Regions from separate parts of the Rattus norvegicus genome. Here regions 2, 3 and 4 are each linked to region 1. A link is a contact called in public Hi-C data. All regions are on one chromosome and are shown on one strand. Each heading gives the region's core, a stretch centred on a gene start, on an enhancer-like site or on the middle of the called end of the contact. The rest is flanking DNA. Distances are from core to core; before and after follow the strand shown.

Region 1 (3,422 bases), core at 568-3,067:
GTGTGGTAGAGAGAACATTTTCTTTTCTTTTTGGCTGGAAACTAGACAATTTCCAATAAAAGACTAAAGTTTATGGTGTGATTCAGAAAGCCACGGGGGCCTAGCCATGGCTCACTTGTGTAATGCCAGCCACTCAGGATGCCAGGGCAGGGAGTCGAAAGCTCAAGGACTAAACCACACACAGTGATTCAAGGCCACTAATCCAAGGATACCATTCTGACATGTATGTTTCAGTTAACATGGCACCAAAGCACTGCCTGTATGTACAGGGAGCTAGAAAACTCTAGTTTTGCAATGAGTATAGATCTGATGTGCAAACTACATGTACAGTCCCATTATTCAGACACAGCAAATGTGGGAAGGGTTTCATCTATGGCCAGTGCATTTTAATTACTGGACCCCAGATGAACACTTACTTCAGTTTAATGAGTCTTTTAACATTTGGAGGTTGGAGTTGTTTTTATGGTCAGGGTCTCACTGTGCAAAGTTGGCTTAGTACTTGTGACCTTGCTGCCTCCACCTCCCACATGTAAAGACTGCTAGTGTGTGCGAGAACCCGAAGGCAGAAACCTAATAAGTGGGTGTCATTTATCCGATCTGTGCTGATTTAATGTAGTATTTCTTACATTCTAAGGCATGTTTCTGGGTTGTTATCTCTATTTATAAATACACTTAAATCAGTAACTACACATCTGAAATAACAGCCTAGCTAATTTATCTCATAAGAGTGGTCCCACACAATTCCTCCTTTGAAAAGGGGTGGGAAGCAGAGGGAGAAAGGTCAATTTAAGTCCCAATTTCTGAAAACAGGTATCAAGGTGTTTTGGGTCTTGTACAAAGTCGAAGGACTTAAGATAAAAACCAGCCTCAACCCACACTAGACAACCTTGCTTTTAGCCTTGAGGCCTTCACACTTCGAGAACTGCTCAGATTTGTGGAAAACTAGTTATTTTAAGACAGGGTTCCACTCATAGCACAGGCTGGCCCCCTGAGGCTGCCAACCTCTTGCCTCAGGTTCCAGATGCTTCGGATTACAGGTTTCTGAGCATACTCCCCTAGGGCTGTTTTTGTCCCAAAGGCAAGTCACTACAACTCTTGAGCACCACGACCCTGGGGTCTGCAGGGCGGGGAGGCAAGGTGACAGCAGGTGAGCTAGGCGCGGATGAGGAAGTGAGCCTGGCACCGTGTGGAGGATTACTCATGCTGCTTTCCTGCGAGCGGAATTTCTGGCCTCGGTCTGTCCTGCTGAAGTTCAACCCAACTGCTGTCACTTCCCGTCCGGGTAGGCTGGGGAAACCCGCGCGTCCGTGGGAGGGGAGGGAGGAGGCACAACGGGTCAGGTAGCTCGCGCGCGACAAGTCCTGGTTGTCCACGTCCCCGGGGCGCACGCGCGGGTCTCCGCACCCACAGCAGAAGCGCGCGGGTCCGCAGAGTGCGCACTCCACCGCGCGAGGGCTGAGCGGGTGTGGCCCATGCCTACAGCTCCACCTGGCCTAGGAAGCCATGCTGCAGCCTCCCGTTCCTGTCCCTAGAGTCCCTGAACCGTTCTCCGCTACCCCACCACACCTGAGCAAAACTTTTCCCTCGCCTCCACGATTCAAACTCCGCAGCGTCTAAGGCTGCCGCAAACCACCCCGGCCCTAGCAACAAGGTTCCGGCCGTAGAGCGAGCGCCGCTAGGTGTTAGGAAGGTGATGTCGTAAAGCCCCGAGTGTCGTAAACCAGGTGCGGTGGGGAGGGGGAGGGGTGGAGGCGGCGGGTGGGGGGGGGAAGGGGAGGGAGGGAGGGAGGGAGGAGGGGGAGGAGGTGACTCGAGCATTTAGACACAAGCGAGAGGATCATGGCGGATGGCCCCAGGTGTAAGCGCAGAAAGCAGGCGAACCCGCGGCGCAATAACGGTGAGTGGCGGAGGGGCCCGGCGTGGCGGCGGGCAGCGGGCTGCCGGGCGAGGGGCGCGGGGCCGAGCGGGCCGGGGGCGGCGGCGGGGCCGGGCCGAGTGGAGTGGGAAAGTAAAGTAGTGCGCCCCGCTGCCGCCGCCGCCGCCGCCGCCGCGGCCGCCGTCCTGGACCGTTATGTCTTACCTGCCTCTGCGCCTAGCGGCTCGGGCGGCCGCCGGGGACCGTTAGCCGCGCCGCATCCCGCCGCCGCGCCCGGCCACTTTTCCGCCCGCGGGTGGAGCGGCTGTTGCTTCTTTCCGCACTTTCTCCACTCTTGCTGCCCCTCGGCGCCTCCCCGCGCGCGATCCTCCCTCCGCGCAGGCCGCGGCGGCGGGGAACAAACTTGCGGCGGGCGGGCGCGGACTGCGGGGCGGGCGCGGGCGGGAGAGGACGGGCGGTCGCGGGCCAGTTGCGTGTCGGCTGCGTGTCGACCGTGCGCGCGTGTGCGCGGGAGCGGGCGCTGCGCGCCGGGTCGGGCGCCCGCGGGAAAGTTGCGCCCCGCGCGCTCGCGGGCGGGCGGGGATGGGGACGCGCGGGGCCGCCGTGAGCCGGGCGCTCAGGGGGTTGGAACCCGGCGCCTGCGGTGCCCGTCGGGGGCCGGGCACGCTCTGGCGGCTCCTGGCTGCTGCCACAGGGCGTGTGTGTGCGTGGACTCGCCGCCTGCGGGCCGGGAAACAGCACAGACAGGTCGGGACACCCGGACAGCCCGAGTCCCGGCGGGCACGGGGCTGTGTGCATGCGCCTCGCTTTGGCTCTTTCGGTTTGGGGAAGTTGTTACCTGGGCCCGACGCGCGAGCAGAGGACAGATAATGGAGCTGGGCTGGCGCACGGGGTCGCGAGTGGGGCGGGTGGGGGAGGGGGCTGGCGGCCCGACGGGCGCACGGGGCTGCGGCTAGCGGTGCAGCTGCGCGGGGTATTGATTTCCGCGGATGTGCCAGGGAAACACACTCCTCCTTGGCCTGGCTGCAGAGTTTTTTGTTGTTGTTCTTGTTGTTGTTCTTGTTGTTGTTGTTGGGGTTTTTTGTTTTGTTTTGTTTCTTAAGAGAAAAAGCTACAGGCACTAGGAGAGAATAAGACACCTCGACTTTTGTCGGTGGGTGCCCCATGGGCTCTCCCAGCGTGGGGAGACGCGGGGAGTTGCTGGGTGATGCCCCTCTTAGGCGAGTGTGTGCTCTCAGCTTGCAGCGCGGACAGCCTCTGCTCCTGGTCATTGTCTGGACAGTCCCTGCGGCGGCGGCCGGGGGATGCCCCCGCCCGGGTACCTGTGTGTGGTGATGGGCGGCCACAGCCCTGTGCTGCCGCGGCCGCGGCTATATAAGGAATTCCTCATGCCTTTCGTACCCAGTGGCTGCGTGGGGCTCCCGCGGGGTGTTGAACGAGTTTTTAAGATTGGGGGTAATAAATATGCCCCTGATGGCATCAATGTGTCGTCCAGAGAATTAGGAAATCCTGTTTAAGTGGCAACCGTGGCGCGCCCCCCACGCCC
Region 2 (3,422 bases), core at 662-3,161, 500 kb before region 1:
CTCTCTCTCTCTCTCTCTCTCTCTCTCTCTCTCTCTCTCCTACCCTCTAAATTCCCCTCCCCATGCCTTGAATAAATTCTATTCTATACTTAAAAAAAAGTAGAGGGGTACCTGCAGGTCCCCACATGAAGGGAGCCAGGGCTAGGCTCTAAGTTGATCCTTGACTTAGAAGATTTCCCCTACCTAAGATGGCTAATTACCACACAGGTCATTGTTCTCACCCAGTCAACTGGAGAATGGCTAAGAGCCTTCACACTCCCACACCCCAGGAAACCTGGTTCTAGTGACAATCACAAAGTGCAAGTCACTGGCTATTCTTGTCCTCTGCAGTGTGACTCTGGTCGCATTCCCTCCCCTCCGCCTACCTGTGAGAATGCTTGCTGCACCTGTGTGTAGGAGGGTGAGCCCCCAACTCCAGCTTGGATGCTCTGGTGGGCTGTGAGCAAGTCCCACAGGAGCAGGAAGCCTCTTATAAGGAACAAAGTTGCACAGATTTAGAAATTGCTGTCTCTCCCCAGGGGCTACGACATCTACCACTTTCTGCGCTCCAACAGTTCAGTGGACAGACTTTGTATTCAGTGACGGCAAATAGCTTTGCTAAGTTGTTTCTGTTTTCCCCAAGAAGCACTGAGCCACTGCTCTAAACTCTAGACTCCTGCTGGATCTCAGAAAGATAAAAAAGAAAGACGCTATCCCAGAAACTCGGCAGAGGGAGCTGAGCTGTGCTGAGCTGAGCTGAGCACAGAGAGGCAGTTGTGTCCTGCTAATGGGTTTCTGAACTGTGTAACACCCCCCTCCCACATCCCCACCCCCTCATCCCCAAAACCCAGACTTCTAAGTCTAAAATGCTTCAAATTCCACGTAGGCAGGCCAGGCCTATAGTCCTGGAGCTAAAGAGGCAGGTCAGCATGGGCTACCTAAAAACAATCTGCCTCAAAAAGAAAAAGAAGTCAGTGTGGGAAAGGCGTTAGTAAGTTATCTGTTTTTGAATTTCCATTCCCGTCATCTTAGAGCACTGAGAAAAAGTAACTGGGAATTGCATTACCATCTCTAGTGCAGGTGCTGAGTGGCTACCCCATTGGGGCCTCTTTAGGATGTAGTGGAGTTACGCCACCAGCAGAGGGGGCTTCAGGCTCAGCCAGGGAGCCAGCCCACCAGCTGGAGAAAGAAACTGGTTTCAGAGGGCCAGACTTCAGCACACAGGACCAAGTTGATCAGCCCGGCTTACCCAAACCCAAGAGCCACCTGCTAACAGCTGATGGAACGCGAAGGCAAGGCCCACCGAGAGCAACCGGAGGAAGCAAGTGCGTCCAAGACGCGCCAAAGCCTGCCAAGGCTGAGAGCCTCGGGAAGCTTCCTTTTTTCTAGCAGGCTGCCCCTTGGCCGTTCAGGATGAACTCGCATATTGAATAAGTAGGGTGAAGCAGCCTTAGTCTGACCTCTTCAGGAAGTTCCTGTGCCAGCTTTTAGGAGCACGAGGCATTTGTCGCACTGAAAAGAAATGGGGAGGGCAAGGCTGAGATTCTTAGCGGGGAGGTTGTGGGGTAGGCGTTGGGGAGTGCAGAGTCTTCAGAGGCTGTTAGCCTGGGGTTTGTAACAGCTAGAGACAATTAAACCTGACTGTGTCAGAGATCCTGAGTTATCTGGCCCCAGCAGGCAGCCTGTGGGTGTCCTGCCCTGAGATCTAGTGACAAAGCTCCCGGAATGTTGGACTCAAATATGCTCTGACGGTTGGCATGCGGGAGGGCACCTGCCCATCCCTACACCACTCAGAAAAGCAGCCCTCCTCAGTCCAGCTCCGTGCGATACCCTGTACCCGTGCAGGCAGAATTTAGTCCTCCAGTTAGGGCTGCTTTCTGCAGGGCAAGTCAGGTGACTCCCAGGGACAAAGCAACATGTCCTGGGGTTGTACCTTCCTTGGTAGATATGGGGAACACAGGCAGAGCCTCTCCCTCTCCAGCCAGGGCGTCTGGGTAGCAGTGAGGAACAACGCAAGGCAACCCTTGGCCATCTTCCAAGCCACGCCCATTCCCCACTAGGCCCTAACCGCCTACACTCACAACCAAGCTAGCTATGGCTTTGTCAGCCCTACAGCCGTTGTTGAGCACAAAACCGCTTCTGTGTCTCCACGTCCTACCTCCCGCCCACCACAGCATAAGGTGAGGCTTACAGTTGGATGCATCTTTCTGACTAAAACGTTGTATAACAACATCCCTTATTTACCAGTCATAAAATGGTCTATGGCCCACGAAGGAAAGCTGGGCTGGGCAGAACCAGGGAAGAATCAGAAATTCAGTACTCTCCCCTTCTCTTCTTCCGCTAAGGATGAGTGAAGCTCTTGGAACAGCCCGAGGGCTCAGGTCTGAGGCTTCCTGCAGCCTACTCCTGAGCCTGGTACAGAGAACACAGACCTGGTATCTAATCTGAGGCATGTTGGCATTGGGGTGGCTGGCCTCTGGCCTCTGTACCTCTTCTGTTGTCCCAGCTCCATAGAGATGGAGTCTACCCTTCAACTACTCCAGGGCCTGAAGCTGCCTGGGGCCTAGAACTCTCCATTCTCCGTGGCATTTATAAACCCAGCTGGATTGCCTTCTCCCTGCCTGCCTCTTGCTCTCCCAGGCCTCTCCAAAACCCAGGCTGTTACTGTGCTTACAGTCAAGTGAAGGCCAGGGCTAAGTGAGCACCTGCCGCAACCCCCCCTCCCTCTCTCCCCCTCCTCTCCCCTCCCCCTCCTTTCCCCTTTCCCCTCCCCTCCCCTTTCCCTCTTCCGGTCTTTCTCCACTCCACTTTCTCCCCTGCCTCTTTCCCCTCTCCCCTCTCCCCTCCCCCTCCCCTCTCCTCTCCTCCCCCTCCCCATCTCCTTCCCCTCCCCCTCTCCTTCCCCTCCCCCTCTCCTCCCTCTCTCCTCTTTCTCCTCCCTCTCTCCTCTCTCCTCTCTCTTCTCTCCTCTCTCCTCTCTCCTCTCTCCTCTCTCCTCTCTCCTCTCTCCTTTCTCCTCCCCCTCCTCTCTCCTCTCTCCTCTCCTCTCCTCTCCTTTCCTCCCCCTCCCCCTCCCCCCTCCCCTCTCCTCTCTCCTCTCCTCTCCTCCCCCTCCCCTCTCCTCTCTCCTCTCTTCTCTCTCCTCTCTCCTCTTTCTCCTCCCTCTCTCCTCTCTCCTCCCCCTCCTCTCTCCTCTCTCCTCTCCTCCCCCTCCCCTCCCCTCTCCTCTCTCCTCTTTCTCCTCCCTCTCTCCTCTCTCCTCTCCTCCCCCTCCCCTCCCCTCTCCTCTCTCCTCTTTCTCCTCCCTCTCTCCTCTCTCCTCTCTCCTCTCTCCCCTCCCCCTCTCCTCTCTCCTCTCTCCTCCCCCTCCTCTCTCCTCTCTCCTCTCCTTTCCTCCCCCTCCCCTTCCCCCTCCCCTCTCCCCTTTCCCCTCCCCCTCTCCT
Region 3 (3,422 bases), core at 437-2,936, 490 kb before region 1:
AGTGAGACACCCTGAAAGAGAGGGGCGAGGGGCAGGAACTGGAAGGCCTAGCTTTGTGGAAGTCTGAACGGAGACTTGAATTACAAGAAGCAAGAGACTTTGGAAGTTGAAGAGACATGTTCTAGAGAGACATTGGGAGAAGCCCCTGGACCCTAAGCTAAGCTTCTCCCTAAGCTAAGCTTAGGATCCAGGGGTTGGCGCACTGTGGCTGGGTGAGCCAGTGTGTGCCACCTAGAGTAAGGACAGGCTCCTGGTGAGGGTGGCGGCCATAGGTGTATTGCTCAACTCTCCTTTCTGAAGAGAACATAACAAGAACCAGGAGTCTCCAGCCCCCGTGCCAACGAGAACCCCTCATAATGTGTGACTCTTGGCTACACTGTGCCTCCACTGGCCTGTGCAGGGTTGATAGAGCTGGGGCTCCAACATGGGACTCCCTCTAGCCTGGCCATCCTTGGCTACACTGTTGAGCAAGGCTCTCCGTTACCATCTAGCCTCTGCCTTCCCTTTAGAAGGGTCGTCTGCTTCTTCCAGTCTGCATGCTTTCTCCCTGTCACCTTCTGCCTCTGCTCTCCCTCACTGACCCCAGCACCCTACCCTCACCAGTCTCTCATTTCCTAAGACCCTGGCTCCTAAGAGCAGGCTTGAAAGCTGAAGGACAGCAATTCTAACATTGAGCTGTAGGGAGGAGAGTTGTGGAGAAGGTGGTGGTGGTTGGAACCCACGCCATGAAGAGCAGCATGTGAACTTGGTGCGGTCCCTGGGCTCAGCATTGATAAAGCATTTTAGAAGGATTTAGTGTGAGGATGATAATGGAGACCAAAACTGACATCCAACTTTAGCTAAACCGCTAACGTGCGTGGGAAGAAGGCAGATACAGGGAGGAACACATCTTGGGACAGATCCTGCTTGTTCAAGTTCTGCTCAAAAGACCCTTGGGATGAGCAGATGGAAATAAATGTACCTTCTGACCCACTGAGTTCCCTTGCATGCTGCTGTTGCAGTAATAAGGCTGTCACGCCATGACCCAGCAGGGGAAAGCTCACCTATCTCTGGGGTCCCAGACTCTGGCTAACTCCAGTGTTAATAATCTGTGGGCTGCTGCTGCTACCCCAGGACAGGCTGTCCTTTCACTGGGTATTTTCTATTCTACTCTAACCTCTTTCCACCCCAAAGAGCTTCTTGCACATCTTCAGACTCTCCAGTACCCATCACCCAGACTTTGACACAGAAGTGTCCAGGCAGTAGCAGAGTGCCCAGTAGCTGAGACCAGTTCTCCCTTGATCGCAGCCCTGAGCCCTCAGCCCCTCCAACTGAGTACAGTGAGCATTTCTGTGCAGCTCCCTACTGGCTCCGTTCTGCTTGGCTTTCCTCTCTGTTTTCAGGAAAGAATGCAGCATTATGGGAGACTGCTAATGAGCCTCTGCCTGGTGCAAATTCAGGGCATGAGTGGACTTGCAATGGCAGTGACCCTCAGGTCCTTTCACTTCCAATCCAAAGAGGAAAAGGAACCCTCCAAGCACCACGACCCTCCCGGGGTGGGGGGAACAACAATAACAGCAGCAACAACAACAGCAGCAGCAGCAGCAACAACTTTTCTCTTCCATGAACGAGGCACACTGGCCCCAGAAGCCTCTGGATGCTGGAACATTTTGGCGCCATCCTCCCCGGAAGAAAGCTCCCTTGTTCCCGGTGCACAAAGGATGACTCAGGGCAGGCGACGGGACTTGAATGCTAATGGCCCAAGGAGGTTTGCAGGCTCTGACTCTGCGCTGCGGGGAGGCCAACCTGCTGCTTGGGCTCCTCTCCTGGGGCTGGCCCTATCATGCACACCAAAGTGCTGGGGACCCGGCTGCACCTCTTTCTAGGCACCGGATCCCGCAGAGGAGACTGCCTGTTGAGAGGGGCCCCACCAGTTAGTGCTGGAACCTGGAACCAGGGAGAGCATCTGTTGCAAGCAGCCCAAACCGCTAAACATCCGTGCAAACTTGGACCAACAGGTCCTACAGGAATGTACTAACCATCTGCTTTTCCTTAGCTGTTTTTTTTTGAGCAAATTATGTTTATTATGCTAATTTATTTTACTGTCAACAACACGGAAAGAAACTGTTGCCTCTAAACAACATCATTATATATCTCATTCTGGCTTGTTTCCAATGAGGCTTTTCCCCTGCTGTGAATGCAACAGGAGTGAATACATATCAAAAGGTAGATTTATGCACAGTTGTGCCCAGGATATAATACCCTAGGTTCAGGAACTCAGGATTGACTACTCTCCCAGAAAGTACAAGGAGAGGCCACAATGGGTGAGGCCCCAGGCAGCTGCCAGCTCAGGCCCTTAAGTGATATCCTGGTTAGGGACATTTACTGATGTCTGTACATTCCAAGGGAGAGGCTCCCAGGCATTTGCTTTTCTTCATCAATCTTTTCCTCCCCCAGAAAACTTCCCATTCTCCAGATGGTTCCCGAAGAGGACTGAGGCTCCTCTACCCATGATTCATTGGGAACTGCTTTACTCAAAACCAAGGCACTATATAGGAAGAACAAAACATGATTAGGTCCATGATGTCCTTATCTCACTCCATAGGGACAATAAAGTTCATATTTCCAGAAGGGTGGGCAGACGAGGAGAGTTCCTGGCTGAGGCTATGACAGTGAGACCACATCCTTCAAAACACTCCGCCTCATTGCAGAGGGCACAAAGGGAGCCAGCACTCCACACAAACTCTCATCCCCTGGCTGCAAGCTGAGGAAGTGCCAAGTAGCCCTTAGGTAGCAGACCCAAATAGTTCATCAGTTAGATAATAAATAAGGAACATGCGGCTTCCTGGGAGGAACTCGGGGTCATGAGAGGCCAGGAACAGTGAACGAAGGCCACCTGCAGGAAGGAATAGGATTCTTCACTCGGCTTCCTGTGACGACAGGAGCAGCTGTAGACATGTGTGTATTGGAGGGGACCGTTGCCTGCCTACCCTCAGGAAGCCCAGAAAAGCCTCAGGTGGCTGGTCCACGGCACAGATGACTGACCTGCCAGAAGGAGAGATTCAGTAGGCAAGAGCATGTTGGGCGCCCTTGCTAATATTTGGTTTCAAAGAACAGGTCAAGTTACAATATTTAAATTTGGAGACTGAGAGAGCTGTAGGCAGAAGACTTTGTCCTCCATGGTCAGCAGACCTGCTAGAGAGCCCATCACCGACTAAGCTTAATGTTCACACAGATGACTGTTGGCGGTTATGGACTGGGAAAGAGGGCAAAAAAAAAAAAAATGGAGTCACCTGTCTGAGCTGCAGGGAAATGGGTCTCATCTGCCAGGGACACGTGACCATCAAGAGCCACGCAGGTCCCGGAGACTCAATAAAAACTTGGTATTTTCTCCAACCCTGAAATGTTCACAGGGCTCCGTCCTCACAGGTCCTCTCCCTGAC
Region 4 (3,422 bases), core at 686-3,185, 310 kb before region 1:
GTCATTTGGAACACAGCCTCTTAAATCAGATGACCTAAATTCAAATGGTAAAAAAATGACAACAATGCCAAATAAACCTAATGTAAATTTAAAAATATGCAAGACTCTGAGTCTCTTAAGCTTTTAGCTTGAGTACACATCTAACATGTGTGCCAGTTTCCTAATCTACAAAAACAAAGGTATTTTTCTTAGCTAAAAAGATTCAGTGTTTAGAACTGTACCTTGTATATGGTAAGCTTCATAGGCCAGATGGTTATCCTGTCTCCATCCACCACACCCAAAGAGAGACTGAAGCCAGGGTAGGAGCTCTACCACTAGCTATATATTCCCCAGTCCTATTTCTACCCAGGTGGGCCCTAGACTCCATCTGAAATCACAGCAGTTCTTGAACTGTGTTTCTCCTGCCTTGGCCTCCCAGGGAGCTTGAATGCCACCACTTATGCTCCTCATGTGCTCCTATCCCACCCTAGAACAAGCCAACATCCCCTCCCCACACACAAACAACTTTGTGTGCCCATTGTTTGTGTCTACTTCTCCACTGTCCTGAGACAGAGTTCTTTCCAGGTCTGATTCATGGATAGGGTCTGATGCAAACAACAATGCCATACTTAGAAAGCTGCTCTCCCTCAAAGTCTCATCTGATCCTTGTAAATGTTAACAAAAGCTATACTATCATCTCCCAGGTTAGAGACAGACTTTTAAAAACAGTTCTAAGACTTAGGCAACTTGTCTTTGGAAAACTACTAACAGGAGAACAAAACTTAGAAGTCCTGCTTTTATTCAAGGGGTCGGTCCTCTGTAAGAATATTAACACTCTCCACTGAAGTCACAAAAATGTGGCCTCTTAATTAATCTACTATATAAGTCCATCCTAGGGTGTGTATATTCCCTTCAACGTTCCTGAGAAGTACTGTACCAGAGTTGGAGAAGTGTTACAATGTTATAACTAACTCATTCATCTGAAGGCAAGATTTTTAAACCATACAGGCAGACAAGCTGAATCTACGCATTTGTGTTGAGTATATTAGTTCTGGGTTGCTAAAAACACTTTTCTGTAATAGCCAGACCAGGGGAACAAGTATTGCCAAGATCTCTGTGATAGTGATACCAGTTATTTATTGATTCCTGATCAACTATTACTGTAGCTGAGATATCTTCAGGTTCAAAAGTCATGATCCAATGGGTTGGGGTAGGTGTGTGTGGGAGGTAAAGCCATGAGAAAGATCCTTACATACAAGTTACCACACTCCTCAGAATAATAAATGTTGTCTTAACCGTTGTGTAGGATAACATAGCTTAGTTTAGCTCACAGGGTTTCAAGACATTTCGGTCCTTTGGAAATGAAAATAAAGAAGGCTTGAGGCAAGGCAACACAGGATGTAATTTGTCATCAGAGACCTGGGCATTTGCAGGATCCCAAGGAAAGGTGAACACTGGGCAGCTAGTCTTCGAAGGGGTTCTCCATCCCAGACTGACCAAGCATGTCCTACTGGAAGATGAGAATGGACTCTGGAAATCCCATCTCTTTTATCAAAGAATTTTAAGGAGGGCCTCGCCAGTTCCCGGTTCCCAGGCCTTAGTCGCCCGCTCTTGGCTGTCACAGGCCGGTGGGAAAAGAGCCGGCCAGGCTCTGGAACAGCCTCGCCTCCATAAGCTGGTGCTGCCGGGAGGGCGCGCTCCCACTTGGGGCGGCCACCAGCCCGGCGTCACGCTCGGCAGCTCCCGTGTGTCCCGAGGCTTCCCGGTGCCCGCGATCAACACCGGGACCGCGACAGCGAGCAGCCCGCAGGCCCCGCGAGCCCCGCAAGCCAGGCAGCCGCAGGATCCTCGCCAAACTTACAGTTTTCCTACTGCGTACGCGTCACGGCGGGGTGACGTCACGGGCCGGCTTCAACGAGGTCAGCCGGCGGGCGCGGCGCTCCAGCCTAGGCCCCGCCTCCAGCACGCGGCGGGAGACGCCCCATCCCGCCCTGCCTCGACCGGCGCGCAAGCGCACACGGCCAACTGCCTTGTGCCTGTGAGCTTCGCAGGCTGGCGTACTTAGTCTGCCACTCTTCACCATCTTCACAGAGCCCCAGAGGCGAGAAGGTAGGGGGGTCGATTGACAGAAAGGGAGAGACCACGGGATCAAATCAAGTTCTCGCCCGGGCTTAGGGCCGGCGAAAGGGTTCTTACGTAGTTTTTCCTCAGATACTGCCTTCCGTCCCCTCACCTGTTCACTAAAACTGCTACACGTTTGGTAACAGACACTGTTCTCCGCCGGGGTCATAGGGGCACCTTTCCCATGGTCCTTTGCGCTGTCTCACTTCTGCCCCGACCCAGCCACTCCCGCCCGCCCGCGCCCGGAGAGACACGCCCACTAAGAGTGGACCACGCCCCTCCAGACCAACCACTGAAAGCCCCGCCTTTGCCAGGCCGGCCGACACCCGGCTAGGCCACGCCCCCGAGACCCGCCCTTCCGGCTCCGACATTTCGCGGTCTCCTGCTGCAGAGCGGCCCCGCCCTCCGTGAGGTTCTTGCTGCCTATTGCTGAAGGGAGCATCTTCTACTCTTCTACTGCCTTTCCCTTTTTGGCCCCAGGAAACCTTTTGCAAGTCACCTGTTAAGTTTAACAAGTGACCTGTGAAACTTTCCAGGAAAGTTAGCTGTTTTAAGTCCAGCTCTGGATAAAAGACCACTGCAAAGAAAGTGAAGACAGAGTGGACCACAGAATCTGAAGACTTGAAATCTGCTTCCTAGGAGCCCCACATTACTCCTTTAGACTGAAAACCTTATTTAAAAAAAAAAAGCATTTCAAACTGTGTTGGAACTAGTCTTAGAAGAGGATATACTGAGTATAATTTGTATATTCATAATTCAGTATAATTCAGGATATAATTTATAGGCAAAAGGCCAGGTCAGGGATTTCGCCTGAGAGTTCCTGTATCTAAATCTAAACAATGATTTGTTTACACTTTACCTTGGGAGTAATGGCAGGAAAATGGTAGCTTTTAACCAGAGACGAGAGCTGGTTGAAAATACACTTCACTAAGACAGGAGGAGAGTTGAGTTCCATGCCAGCCTAAGAGAGTTCCAGGACAGTCTGGACCAAAGAGCTCCTGCCTCAAAAAAGTGAAGTACAACAATAATGTATTCCAGGAAAATATACATAATTCATTTTGAAAGAACTTAATCTGTGCACTTAAATACCATGTACTCTTTTGATTCTTATCAAATGACATCAGATAAATTTGTAGTCTGTACATAATTTTAACAAGACTTTTATTTTGTGCAACAATGTAGAAAAAATATCATTTTAAAACTTACACATATCTTTACATTGTATTTATTTTTCATCAAGAACAATCTTAATATACTGTGTTTTCATTATTCACATGTTTATAAGTCTTCAATATCATTTCTCAAAACATGAATTTTCTAAA

What was found. Hi-C and Micro-C count contacts between places; a contact is called where the count stands out from the background.
Region 2: a contact with region 1 is called in a Hi-C map of Schwann cells, with 9 times the contacts expected there. The contact joins the enhancer-like site here to the promoter of Zeb1 in region 1. A contact is called at or near these places in 1 of 12 Hi-C or Micro-C datasets (Schwann cells) and 1 of 1 datasets of contacts at active chromatin or transcription factors (oligodendrocytes).
Region 3: a contact with region 1 is called in a Hi-C map of liver, with 4 times the contacts expected there. The contact joins the enhancer-like site here to the promoter of Zeb1 in region 1. A contact is called at or near these places in 2 of 12 Hi-C or Micro-C datasets (liver and psoas muscle) and 1 of 1 datasets of contacts at active chromatin or transcription factors (oligodendrocytes).
Region 4: a Hi-C map of liver shows a contact between it and region 1, with 2.0 times the contacts expected there. The contact joins the promoter of Zfp438 here to the promoter of Zeb1 in region 1. A contact is called at or near these places in 2 of 12 Hi-C or Micro-C datasets (frontal cortex and liver) and 1 of 1 datasets of contacts at active chromatin or transcription factors (oligodendrocytes).

The regions. Positions count from the first base shown.
Region 1 is chr17:56,809,048-56,812,469 of GRCr8, reverse strand. It overlaps Zeb1 (zinc finger E-box binding homeobox 1), which reads left to right and starts at 1,817. Exons shown (of 8, transcript NM_001308265.2): 1 at 1,817-1,897. The coding sequence starts at 1,840. It overlaps LOC120097728 (translation initiation factor IF-2-like), which reads right to left and starts at 2,704. Exons shown (of 3, transcript XR_010059212.1): 1 at 2,081-2,704.
Region 2 is chr17:57,313,905-57,317,326 of GRCr8, reverse strand. No RefSeq gene overlaps it. Among named protein-coding and RNA genes, the nearest start is that of Ndufb3l3, 110 kb to the right of the region's middle. Within about 2 kb of position 1,911, at least 44 of the 93 cell types and tissues checked have an H3K27ac peak or open chromatin away from gene starts, as enhancers often do. A contact at or near this core is called in Schwann cells, where this site is marked.
Region 3 is chr17:57,294,230-57,297,651 of GRCr8, reverse strand. It overlaps LOC108348573 (a long non-coding RNA gene), which reads right to left. Exons shown (of 4, transcript XR_010059216.1): 4 at 1-3,422. Among named protein-coding and RNA genes, the nearest start is that of Ndufb3l3, 95 kb to the right of the region's middle. Within about 2 kb of position 1,686, at least 49 of the 93 cell types and tissues checked have an H3K27ac peak or open chromatin away from gene starts, as enhancers often do. A contact at or near this core is called in liver, where this site is marked.
Region 4 is chr17:57,120,150-57,123,571 of GRCr8, reverse strand. Zfp438 (zinc finger protein 438) reads right to left here and starts at 1,935. Exons shown (of 5, transcript NM_001107358.1): 1 at 1,841-1,935. It overlaps LOC108348574 (a long non-coding RNA gene), which reads left to right and starts at 1,975. Exons shown (of 3, transcript XR_001841939.3): 1 at 1,975-2,088.